Linked DNA regions of Gossypium hirsutum: region 2 is linked to region 1. The links are chromatin contacts, called in public Hi-C maps. All regions are on one chromosome and are shown on one strand. The core of a region is the stretch at or near the end of the contact, and the rest is flanking DNA. Distances in the headings are between cores, read along the strand shown.

Region 1 (6,258 bases), core at 850-3,349:
GGGTTACTTGTAATAGCGCACAAAGTGTGACTAGGAATTTTAATGTGTTTCTTAGGTGTTTGCTGTTGTTCATTTATTGTCTGTTTTGGATGCATAATGCATAGTTCGCATGTCTAGGCTCTATTCATACGAGTTGTCCATTCTCGAAATGGTTACTAGTTTATCTCTAGAGATTCCTCATGGCAGAAGTTGAATAATGATGACTGCTGGTGAGCATGTAGCATTGTGTTTTAATTGAAACTATAACCAGGTTGCTTGTCTACTTGGTTAATGATTTTGGCCAGTGAACTTTGCGTTTTTTTCATGTCGTTTATGAATGATGGTATCTATTACAGATTTATAACGCTTGCTTCTATTCACGTTCTCATTCTCTGATTTATGTTGGTCAGCTAAGATTATCATCGATAGAGACACTGGGAGGTCTAGGGGCTTCGGTTTTGTAAACTTTGCTGATGATGAATCTGCCAGCAATGCCTTGTCAGCCATGGATGGTCAGGTGAGGGAAAAAAGACATTGTTATATGGAACATGTTTCTGGTGAATCTGGTATTTGATTATTTTGTGGTACTGAAATTACAGGAACTCAATGGCCGAAATATTCGAGTAAGTTATGCCAATGAAAGACCTAGTGGCGGCCCTCGAGCTTATGGTGGTAATGGTGGTTTCCGTGGTGGTGATAGTTTCGGTAGGGATGCTGGTTACTAGGCTCTCGCATCAAAATCTTTCCATAATCATGTTCCTAGAGCTAGTAGATTTGATGATACAGTTATTTATATTCGAATTATATGCTAAAACTTATGCAACTAGTTTTCTGTAGTTAGAGGTTAATTAATTGTGATTTTATCCTTGAAAACTTTATTTTTAATTAATAAATATATTGGTTTTTTATTTTTAATTAATCTTTTTAATTAAGCACTTTTTTATTTATAAAATTAATTAAATAGTGCCAAATTATTTGTAGTAAATATAATTTTTATGTTTAATATTTATTTTTCAATCTATATCATGAGTGCAGTAAATTTTAGTATTATATATTGTGTATTTGAAATAACTATTTGAAATATTTCACATATAAACATAAAGATATTTGAAATAATTATTTGATTTTATAATATTAGAAATCAATGTACCCACAATATAGGAGGGAAAAATAAATATTTGATATATAAATATTATATGTATAAAAAATATATCAAAAGAATTAGTTGATGTTTTTTACAAAATAAAATATATTTAACATTTTGATAAAATATCAATTTTATCAAAAATATATTTTTATTATATAACTGATAATAATTATTTAACTTTATAAATTAAAAAATTATTAATTAAAAAATAAATTAAAATAAAAAACTTGAAAATAATATATTTATTAATTAAAAATATTAAATTAGAAAAAAGCTTGAAACAATATAAAATAAAAAATACAAATGCACTAAGAAGAGGAATCAAATTTGACATTCAAGCATAAAATCACTGTTAATTAATCATCTAATTGAAGTATTAATATATTAAAAATAGTAATTAAAAATAAAAATAAAGCCTGAAACAAATAAAATAAAAATATAAATGTGAGGAAAAAAAAGATCTGAAACTTAAAAACAAAACCACCAAAAGATATGGCGTGTTAAAAAATAACTTTTTTTTAAAATGGTATTTTTTATTAAATTCGGCCATAAAAAGAATAATGAAAAGGTAAAAAGCTGATTCAGTGTACGAACTAAAAAGAGGGATGAAACTGAAACAATAAAATAATAGTGAGTTTTGGTAAGAAAGCGAAAATACAACCGCCAATTTTGTGATTCATTCCAAGCTGACGCTGTTTGTGGTTGGTAAGCAATACATACGACAACCGTATTGTACCTTACGGTCTAATTTCCTCTCACTCCCTCTACTTTTCTACTTTTTTTTAATTTAAAAAATTTAATCTCTCATTTAAAAATCAAAGTCGTTAAATTTGGATTTATTATATATTTTCAAATTAAAGAGATTGGTTGTACTAAATTAAAAAGAAGTGCAAAAGAGCAGGGGCATAATAATTAAACCGTATGGTATTGACCATTAATGGGCAAATACTGAATTGAGAATAGGATAAGGCCATTGGGTTGTTGAGTGGGCAACAGAGTCATTTCAAAAGACACCAACCCCGATCCGTTCCGTTCCTCTCTCAAATACAAATACTCCCATTGCAATGCCTCCACCTCCCATCTCTCTCTTTACCAACCACAAACCCATTTGTGAGTCTCTTTTTCCTATTTTTCTGGGATATTTTTGTGTTTCCATGAATTTGGGACAATGTACTACAACATATGTTAGATTTGGACTTTCAGTCTTTGTTTAGTGCCTTGTTGATTCTTCACAATGTATTACTTAACAATAGACCGCTTACTTAAATTTTAGCTCATCTGATCTATGACTCTTAGTTTATCATTCATGCTTTATCCTATACGATTTACTTTGAAAGGATTGATTTCAAGATTGCCCATGTTTATCTTCTTCTATGATGTTCAAAGTGATCGTTTTTGCTCTGAACCATCAGTTAATTCTTTTAGATTCAGATTCGGGTTTGGGTTTGTTTTGTTGCGACTTTCTGTTGTTCTTTTCTTGTTTTATCTCTTCAAACACCTCAGTTTCATATTGAATTCTTGCAGAAGTTGGTGTTGGTGACACTGAGAGTTCAAGATCCAATTAAAGATGAAGGTGATAGAGAAGATCCAATCTTTGCAAGAAGGGAAAGTGGTGTTTTCCTTTGAGTTCTTCCCTCCGAAGACTGAGGATGGAGTAGACAACCTGTTCGACAGAATGGATCGTATGGTTGCTCATAACCCGTCCTTCTGTGACATTACATGGGGTGCAGGTGGTTCCACTGCTGATCTCACTCTCGACATTGCTAACAAGATGCAGAATATCATCTGTGTGGAGACGATGATGCACCTCACTTGCACCAATATGCCCGTAGAGAAGATTGACCATGCTCTTCAGACCATCAAGTCCAACGGCATTCAGAATGTTCTTGCCCTCCGAGGTGATCCCCCTCACGGCCAGGACAAGTTTGTCCAGGTCGAAGGCGGCTTCTCCTGTGCCCTTGATCTGGTAAAGCCATTGCTCATTCTGCCCTGTTTTTATTTCTTAATATACATATGTTACCAACTTTTAATTCCTATTCTAGGTGAAACATATCAGATCTAAATATGGTGACTACTTTGGCATCACAGTTGCCGGTTATCGTGCTTTTCATAGACATATATACATATATAAGAGGCTTGTTCATGTGGCTTTTGATTATTAATAGTTTGCTTTCTTTGCTCAGAGGCACATCCCGATGCCATAGGAAATGATGGTGTAGCCACACCTGAAGCTTATCAGAATGATCTTGCTTACTTAAAGAGAAAGGTTTTACTCTTTAACTCATTACTTGATTTGAAAATATTGTCTTAATTCTAATTTATATTGGTTAATTTTTGTGCTAAAATCTTCTTTACTACATAGGTTGATGCGGGAGCTGATCTGATTGTTACTCAACTGTTTTATGATACTGATATCTTTATCAAATTTGTCAATGACTGTCGCCAAATGGGAATTAACTGTCCTATCGTGCCGGGTATTATGCCCATTAATAACTACAAGGGTTTCTTGCGAATGACTGGCTTTTGCAAAACTAAGGTATGCGGTATAACATGATATTTTTGAGCATTAAATAGTATCAATTTAGTAAAATTTATTCAAATAGTGCATGTACTAGTTGGATGTTTTTGCATAAAGGAAATGAAAGCAGCATCATTCTTCTCAAAAGGCTAAAAGATACAAGATTCTGAAGGCCTCTAATTTGGAAGGGCATCCGAATTCATTCTGATGCACTCTTTGCTTGTTTTTTCTTGGCAACTGATTATTACAACTGCTTATAAAGAGTGGCCACAAAAGCTATTTTTGGTGGCAATTTCTGTTAACATTTTTAAAATGTAACACCTGCATGGCTCATTGTAGATACCAGCTGAGATTACTGCTGCCTTAGAGGCTATCAAGGACAACGAAGAAGCTGTCAAAGCCTATGGAGTTCACCTTGGAACAGAAATGTGCCGCAAGATTTTAGCTCATGGGATTAAGACATTGCACCTTTATACATTAAACATGGAGAAATCTGCATTAGCTATCCTAATGGTTGGTTTTTGTTATCCCATATTATATCATTATTTTGGCATGTAGAGGTGATTATGGAATAGCATTTACTTCTTTAACTTTGAAATTTAGAAAGGAAAATTCTTGAACTAGTATGTAGTTCAAGATTCCTTCCTCCTTCAAATTGAACACTTGCAGGGTTAATAAGAACTCTTAAACTACATATTTTTGTTCTTCACTTATTTTAGAAAACCTTTAACTGCCTCTTAGCATTTTCAGTGTCAAGCTTTCCTGTCGTTTACTTTCAAATAATTAGGTGAATATCAGTTCAAATAATGAAGGAAAGCAAAGACAGGCAAGTATAGAATATGATTGGGGTTTACTCACAAATTTCGTTAAAATGACTTGCTGTTCAATTTAAGATAAACTGTAAGGAACTTACTTTTCTTCTATTGAAAGTAAATGATAAATGAATTTTGGCAATAGTTTTGGGTCAGCTACATTTATCTTTGTTTTCCAATGTATTATCACTTCATTTGCACCATGCTAATCATAGGCTTATGTTGGCAGAATCTTGGATTGATTGAAGAGTCCAAAATTTCAAGGTCCTTACCTTGGAGACGCCCTGCAAATGTTTTTCGTGTTAAAGAAGATGTTCGTCCAATATTTTGGTGTGTGATAGATGTTGAACTTCAATGTCTTTGGCTATATATCTTCAGTTTAGTGCGTTATAATATTAAATATTCATGGATATCTGACGCTTCTAGCTAATGATGGCAGGTCTAACCGTCCTAAGAGTTACATAACCAGGACTATTGGTTGGGATCAGTTCCCACATGGGCGATGGGGTGATTCTCGAAATCCGTCCTATGGTGCACTAACAGACCATCAGGTACACAAAGTGGTTGAACCTTTGCCCTTTTCTTTTGTTTGGTATAAATGATATCAAAACATCTTTGATGCATTAAATTTCTCTTGGAGTTACTATTGATTATATGAAACCTCAATTTGAATAGTAAATGTCAAATACATTTATAAGTAGTATATGCTAGATGCTCATAGGAATTTGATAAATTAGTTAAACGTTTGATTTTTTTTTCTATTTTTTTATTCTTGCAACTCATACATTTGTTTTCATGTAAGAAGTTATTCGTTTTTATGATATTGTTTTATTGCTCAAATATTGATATGTCGAGCACTATAGTTTGGTCAGGGAACTGTTGCCACTAGTCATTAGTTCTTTAGTATGACCAAAGTGATTAATTTCTTAACAGTTCATGAGGCGTCGAGCACGTGACAAGAAACTTCAAGAAGAATGGGCTACCCCATTGAAAAGCATTGATGATATTCAAGAGGTACTAGAATTTGTTGCTTGGAATCTATTCAGTCTTTTCTAGTTTTATGTCAGTCAAATATAATTATGATATTGTTCATCTCGAACCGGTTTTTGTCAGAAATTTAAAAGTTTTTGTCTGGGTAAGTTGAGAAGTAGTCCTTGGTCCGAACTGGATTCACTTCAGCCTGAGACAAAGATCATACATGAACAGCTGGGAAAGATCAATTTGAAGGGTTTCCTTACTATCAATAGCCAACCTGCTGTCAATGGTGAACGCTCTGATTCTCTATCTGTCGGTAAGTACAAGTGTTAGACTTTAAAGAAGGAACTGAATTATGTATTTTATTGAGCATACAATTGGAAGATTATCCAAAGAAACAGACTGCTATTTAAACTTCAAAATATTAAGAGCCTATGGTTTCTCATCTTACAGTTTTCGTAGTAAAAGCTGGTGCTGTTTTTTGCTCTAACTTGTTCAAACTTGGCTGCTTGCAGGTTGGGGTGGCCCTGGAGGGTATGTTTACCAGAAGGCTTATCTTGAGTTTTTTTGCTCAAAGGAAAAACTAGATGCACTTGTCAATAAATGCAAGCCCTTGTCATCTATTACCTACATTGCTGTCAACAAAAAAGGGAATTTGATATCGAACATTGGCACGACAGATGTTAATGCTGTAACTTGGGGAGTGTTCCCAGCCAAAGAAATAATCCAGCCAACAGTGGTGGATCCTGCCAGCTTCATGGTGTGGAAGGATGAAGCATTCGAAATCTGGTCAAGAGCATGGGCTGCATTGTACCCAGAAGGGGATC
Region 2 (6,166 bases), core at 1,865-4,364, 400 kb after region 1:
ACAATGTTTGTTAACACATTATATATAAACTTTCTATGTGGTAAGTATATATGTATCTATAATTTAATCTACATGTTTTAAACACGTTTCATGTTAGATCTAAACTAACATTTAAAACTAAAATTGATGGCTAGATTGAGAAAAAAAATTAGATTTATACTAATTTAATATTTAGATAACTCAATTTCAACATCATATACCAATCTAAAATATATAGTTTGAGGGACTTTTAGTGAATTGGCCCTTATCTTTTATCTCTAGTATATATCATCAAGATGGTGTGGAACTGGTAGTGACGCCGTCTTAGAGACTAAGAATTAACTAAAATCCAGCTCTTTTTCCCCTTTTAATATAAATGCGGTTTGATGATGACATTTGTGAATAAAATATTTGCATGATGTGAAATTCAAAAGTTTGTTTAGGTTTCACATTATTCTTCTTCTCCATCAAATTTTGTTAAAAAATAGATTATATAATTTCCTTTAAATGATTTTATAAAATTTGTCTGAGGAATTTTCTACTTTTCTATTGTAGCTTATTCTTGATTCATGATTTTAATCAGATAAAATTTTGATATTTTTAATAAATTAGTTCTAATTACCCATAAAATGCTTAACATCAAATACACACAAGTTGATTTAAACACGGTTTCAATCAAAATTTATGTGGTTGGGTTAAAAGTTGGTAGGTTTGTGTACTCCAAAAAATAAACTTAATATAAAAAATTTTGAAACAGCAAAGAATTCAAATTGAGATAATATATTTTTTTTATTTCTATTTGTGTTTAAAAAACCTAATGAATTTGACGAAATTTTCCACATCTTTAATTAATAAAATTATTATTTATTTGAACCTGCTTAATAAGTTGTCGACCATGCACCGGAAGGGCCCGATAATAGCTTTTGTTCATAATATTCCGATGACCATGCACTGGAAGGGTCTTTGGGCATTGTTTAGGTATCATGGAGAAGTTATCGACGCGTTCATTCCGGTAAAGAAAAGCAAGAGTGGGAAACGATTTGGTTTTGTGAGATATAACAGTATGATGGATGCGAGAAGGGCTATTAGTCGGTTAAACAACTATGTGATTTTAGGGAATAAACTATCAGTAGATTTAGCCAAATTTAAGGGGAGGAGACAAATTTGGAAAAGAACTTAAACGGCAGGAAATGCAGAACAGAGACGGAATGAAAATAACAAAAGGGAGGTGAATGTTTAGTCGCAGGAATTTGGCAGAATAGAAGTAGGAGAAAGCTCATTGAGGAGTAATTATGATCCGAATAAGAAAGATGAGGAGGTCGTCAAGGAGAAAAATACCAACATTGTGGTGCAAGGACATGTTGAAGAGGAGCAACTATGGAATCTTAAAAGATGTTTGATGGGTACAACAGCAACATGTTGTGATTCGAAGAGTTTATTTGAAAGAATAGTTAGGAGTGGGTTATGGGAAATCAAAATCAGAAGAATGCAAGGAAGGTACTTTTTTTTATTGAAATTCCAGATGAAGAACTATTTGAAGTATTGAAGCAGAATGACTGGGTGTATTTGAGAGAGTTCTTTATCAAGATAGAACTTTGGTCGGAAACAACAATGGTGGAGGAAAGAGTGTCGTAGATTGAAGCGTATGGTATCCCTCCACACTGTTGGAACTATACTTCCTTTAAAAGAATAGCGGGTATATGGGGGCAGCTAATATCCCTTGGAGAGAATTCGACAATGGTTAATAGCTTTGATAAAATGTCAATGTTGGTGTCTATCAATAAGCCGGATAGAATAGACAAGATAATATATTTACTTATTTAGAGGTGGGGAAGACTAAATTTCCAATAAGAGTCATTGAGATGGGATTATCATATTCTGAAGGTGATAACAGGAAGAATCATGGCGTGAAGGGAGGAGAATAGCAGGATTCAGTACGGGATTGGGACGACACTGTTGTTTCAGAATCGAAATCACCGATGAGTCCCGGGTTGGAACTGAATCCGGTAGAGAGATAAGACTGGGAAGACGAAGCAATTCATGAGAGTTTTCTCAAAAAATCAAGCGTTAACGGCGAATGTCAGAACAGTTCTCAAAACATTTATAGGTTGGACGAGGAAATGATCAGTGGAATTAGGATCGAGACTAGGGTGGGAGAAAGAGCTAAAATGGATACAACAATCGGGCTAGGAAAGAAGTGAGTAATATGGGATTTACAATAGATGAATTAGGTCTGAAAAATGAGGAGGGAGCCCAAGAAGAGCAACAAATCAGTGAAGAGGGTATGGGTTTGGCAAAGTATATGGGCTTATAGATTGTCAATCCAAATGTGTTAGGGGAAACAGATTGCAACAAACAAAAGGAAAAATCGAGAGAGGTGGGAGGGGGTGGAGGAGACAGAGAAAAAAGGGGATCGTTTGAAGAATCTCCAAATTTCCTTAAACAGAAATAAAAATAATAATGGTAGAAAGATTAGATCGATGTATGAAATTCAGAATAGACTTCTCACAGTAACAGAGAAAAAGAAAAGAGATTGGGCATTGAGAAAACAGAAAGGAAAAGGAATCGCGGGCAGAGATGAGGTAGTGGTTAATGCTTCTCTATCGGACTCAGACATCAGTAATAGAAAGAAAGTGATTCTTATGGAGGCAAGGAACATGTGGGAAGTGGGGAAAAAGCTTGGGTTCAGTGTTTGGGTGACAAATGAGATGTTATTGAAGAGATTATAAGATTGTAAGAAAGGCAGAATTGAGTAATAAAGAGAAGTGCAGTAGTCTGTAGGCCACAGGTCAGGTTAGTACAAATTATAATCGTGATTCTTTACTGTGAATGAGAGTCTTTTTGGGTGGAAGAATGAGGATTTTGTCATGGAACATTAGGGGTATGTCTTCGGATTTGAAAAAAGTTCTCAAAAAAGTAATTTGTAAAGTTCGAGGGGACGTTTGCTTTATTCAAGAATCAAAATTAGAAGGGGATGTTTGTTTTAATATCTGTCTAGGCTCGGGTTTGAGAAGAGTATCAGTGAGCCTACTCTTTATGTGGAGAAATCTGAAAGTGAGACCCTGCTGATTATGTTACTTTATGTGATGATTTGTTGGTAGCGGGAAGCAAGGGAGAGTTGATTGAGAATTTAAGATGCAGATGCAAGATGTTTTTGAGATGACTGATTTGGGGGAAATGACTTACTTCCTTGGCATAGAAGTAAATCAATCTGACCATGCCATCTTTATAAGTCAGCAGGCTTTTGCCTTGAAGTTATTAAACAAATTTTGCATGTCCAATTGCAAAATTGTTAGCACACTAGTGGCTCAAGGCCTACTTAACAGTAGTGGCAATCATGAAAGAGTTGATGAGAAGGAGTATCGAAGCTTGGTAGGTTGTTTGCTCTACTTAACAGCTACAAGACCTGATATCATGTTTGTTGTTAGCCTCCTGTCCAGATTCATGCATTGTTGCGATGCTGCTCACTTTAAAACAGCCAAATGAGTTCTCAGATATGTGAAAGGGATTTTGAATTATGGAGTGAAGTTTGAGAAGACAAAAGAGTTTAAGTTGATAGGGTATTCTAATAGTGAGTGAGCTAGATCAATTGATGACATGAAAAGCACTTCTGGCTACTTCTTCACTTTTGGCTTAGGGCTCTTTTGTTGGAGTTCAAAGAAGCAACAAACTGTTGCTCAATTAATAGCAGAAGCAGGGTACATTGCAGTTGCTATAGCTGCTAATCAAGCCATTTGGCTTAGGAAGCATTTATGTGATCTAAATGAAAACCAAGTTGAAGATATTGAGATCAAAGTTGATAATCAGTCAACAGTTGTCATAGCAAAAAATCCAGTATTTCATGGCAAGACCAAGCATTTCAAGATTAAATTTCATTTTGTTTGAGAGGCTGAACAATCAAGGGAAGTGAATCTGATTCATTGCAGCTTAGAAAACCAGCTAGCTGATATTCTAACTAAGTCTCTTGGTGCTACCAAGTTTGATTCCTTAAGAAGAAGGATTGGTGTTTGTTGCATACAGTCCAAGGAGGAGTGTTAAGCTTTGGCTTGCAATGCAACAGCAGACCTGCATTGAAGCTGAACCAGTGGAGCAGCAGCATTTTGTTCATTTTGTTCATTTGTATCTTGCCTTAGTTGCTTTGTAATTTGACTTCAAGTTAGTAAGATTTGTTGTTGATTTAAATTTGAGGTAATGGCTGATATGTGAGCTTCTTTTGTGTGTAATTTAAGCTAAGTTTTAGTCAAATATTAGTGGGAATAGTTACATATTAGGTAATTATCTTGTATCATATATGTTTCTCAACTCAATGAAATGAAGAGAGATAATTTTTTCAGTTTTCTCCTTGTTCAATCTTCCTTAGCATTCGTTCTTAGTTTCATTTCTCCTTGGTTTTCTGTAAAAACACCAACACATCAGGACAGTATGGTGTAGTTGAAGACAATGGAAGTACTTGTTCATAAAGGAAGCGATAGTCTATGACTCTGTCACCAAGAGCTAGGTACTTCTTTTTCCCAATTTTATTGCTGCTTTACTTTTCAACTTTTTACTTGATGGATCTGGTGTTTTTTTCTTATAGATATAATGAAATTGATTTAGAAATGACAATTTTTTTGGGTAATTTACTGCAGATTTGGTGTTTGTTTGCTCTGTTTCACTGTCATCGTGTTGCAATTTTGGTTATGAAGACTGAATTATGAAATGATTTTTTATCAAAAACTTCCATTAGTATTCGCTTATCATAGATGTGACTGGCATATCCGAGTGTTGTGTATGTGTGCAACTGTCACCTTCAATATTTTGACAAGTTTTTTCGTGTATTTGTAGGTCTTTATTGTAATTTCTGTATTCTGTTCTAAGTGCTGCAATGATTTGATCTTTTTGAACAGGTTAATAACTTGTATGGATGCCATCACTCTCTTCCTGATGGTTCGATGAGAGCTACCAATGTCACGATTACTGGAAAGGATGTTCTTCTTCTGTGGTTATGGTGATGTTGGCAAGGGCTGCGCTGATGCGTTGAAGCAAGCCAGTGGTCGCATTATCGTCAATGAGATCAGTTCTATCTGATCCCTTCAGGCTCCGATGGATGGACTCTTGAAGATGTTTGGCTTGGGGCTGATATCTTTGTCGCAACAACAGGTAACAAAAACACCATCATGTTTAATCACATAAGGAAGATGGATAACAATGGCGATCACTTTGATAAGGAAATGGTTATGCACGGTCTCGAGAACTATCCTGATGTCAAGCGTATTACTGTCAAGCCTCAAACTCGTAGGTGGATCTTCCCTGAAACAAACATCGGCATAACTGAGTTGGCAGAGGGACATCTGATGAACTTTCCTAGCTTTGTTATGTCGTGGTGGTTCAGGAACCAGGTGATGGTCGAACTCAAGCTGTGGAAGGTGAAGAGAAGCAGAAATAGAGGAGTGATGAAGATATGAGTCCAAACATAAGAATGATATTGTTTGTATGTTCATACTCTGTTCCAGTGAACTTCCTGAAGCCTTATAGATTAAGACTGCAATTGTGGATAAAATGAGCATCTTTAGTTTTCATTCCAGTTTCTTTCTTTTGCTCGGCCTAATCTTTTGTTCTTTCTAAAAGGACTTGATGAAATGAATCCATTTTTTGAGTTTTAAGTTTAGGTTTAGCCGCTGATTTTTCATTTTTTTAATCATTTAAAGATTGAAAAACTGTAGTTAGCTCTTTTGAGGGAATGCATTCTATGCAATGGGACTTGGGATAGCACCAATAGAAACTAGATAGGATCATTCATTCTACAACCTTAAACACTGTGAAGTAGGTGTCATGAATTCTTGGAGAAATTCTATGATTAAAAAGACATCTTAGGAACGCCATGACCATGACTATATTCTTAAATACTACCAAAGAATCAAATCCACTATTCAACAACTTTGCTGTTTAAAATTTTGCATCTACACATTATTTAAATTCTATTCATTCGTCTGTTTTCAGTACTTGTAAAAAAGCAACCCTATAAGAACATCTACAACAGGTTCTTAAAATTAAAAACAACCGAGTACAATGGTTTATCCTAATATAATGTATAACAATACCTAATATTTTTAATTACAATTATTGTATTTCTTATATTAAAGGTTAATGAGCCCCCCCCCCCCAAAAAAAAAAGAAGCTCTTACTAGAAAATAAAAAAAATCAATTA

What was found. A called contact is a pair of places that touch in the nucleus more often than the background predicts.
Region 2: a Hi-C map of leaf shows a contact between it and region 1, with 2.1 times the contacts expected there. The contact joins the promoter of LOC107915437 here to the promoter of LOC107914736 in region 1. A contact is called at or near these places in 2 of 34 Hi-C or Micro-C datasets (both in leaf).

What each region holds. Positions count from the first base shown.
Region 1 is chrD10:26,912,534-26,918,791 of Gossypium_hirsutum_v2.1, forward strand. LOC107914736 (methylenetetrahydrofolate reductase 2) reads left to right here and starts at 2,100. Exons shown (of 12, transcript XM_016843746.2): 1 at 2,100-2,236; 2 at 2,651-3,092; 3 at 3,169-3,226; 4 at 3,307-3,392; 5 at 3,489-3,662; 6 at 3,984-4,157; 7 at 4,686-4,786; 8 at 4,896-5,007; 9 at 5,390-5,470; 10 at 5,570-5,747; 11 at 5,947-6,258. The coding sequence starts at 2,694. LOC107914737 (glycine-rich RNA-binding protein 2, mitochondrial) reads left to right here. Exons shown (of 5, transcript XM_016843748.2): 4 at 390-496; 5 at 579-894. The coding sequence ends at 704.
Region 2 is chrD10:27,315,903-27,322,068 of Gossypium_hirsutum_v2.1, forward strand. LOC107915437 reads left to right here and starts at 3,115. Exons shown (of 1, transcript XM_016844598.1): 1 at 3,115-3,465. The coding sequence starts at 3,115. The coding sequence ends at 3,465. It also overlaps the pseudogene LOC107915438.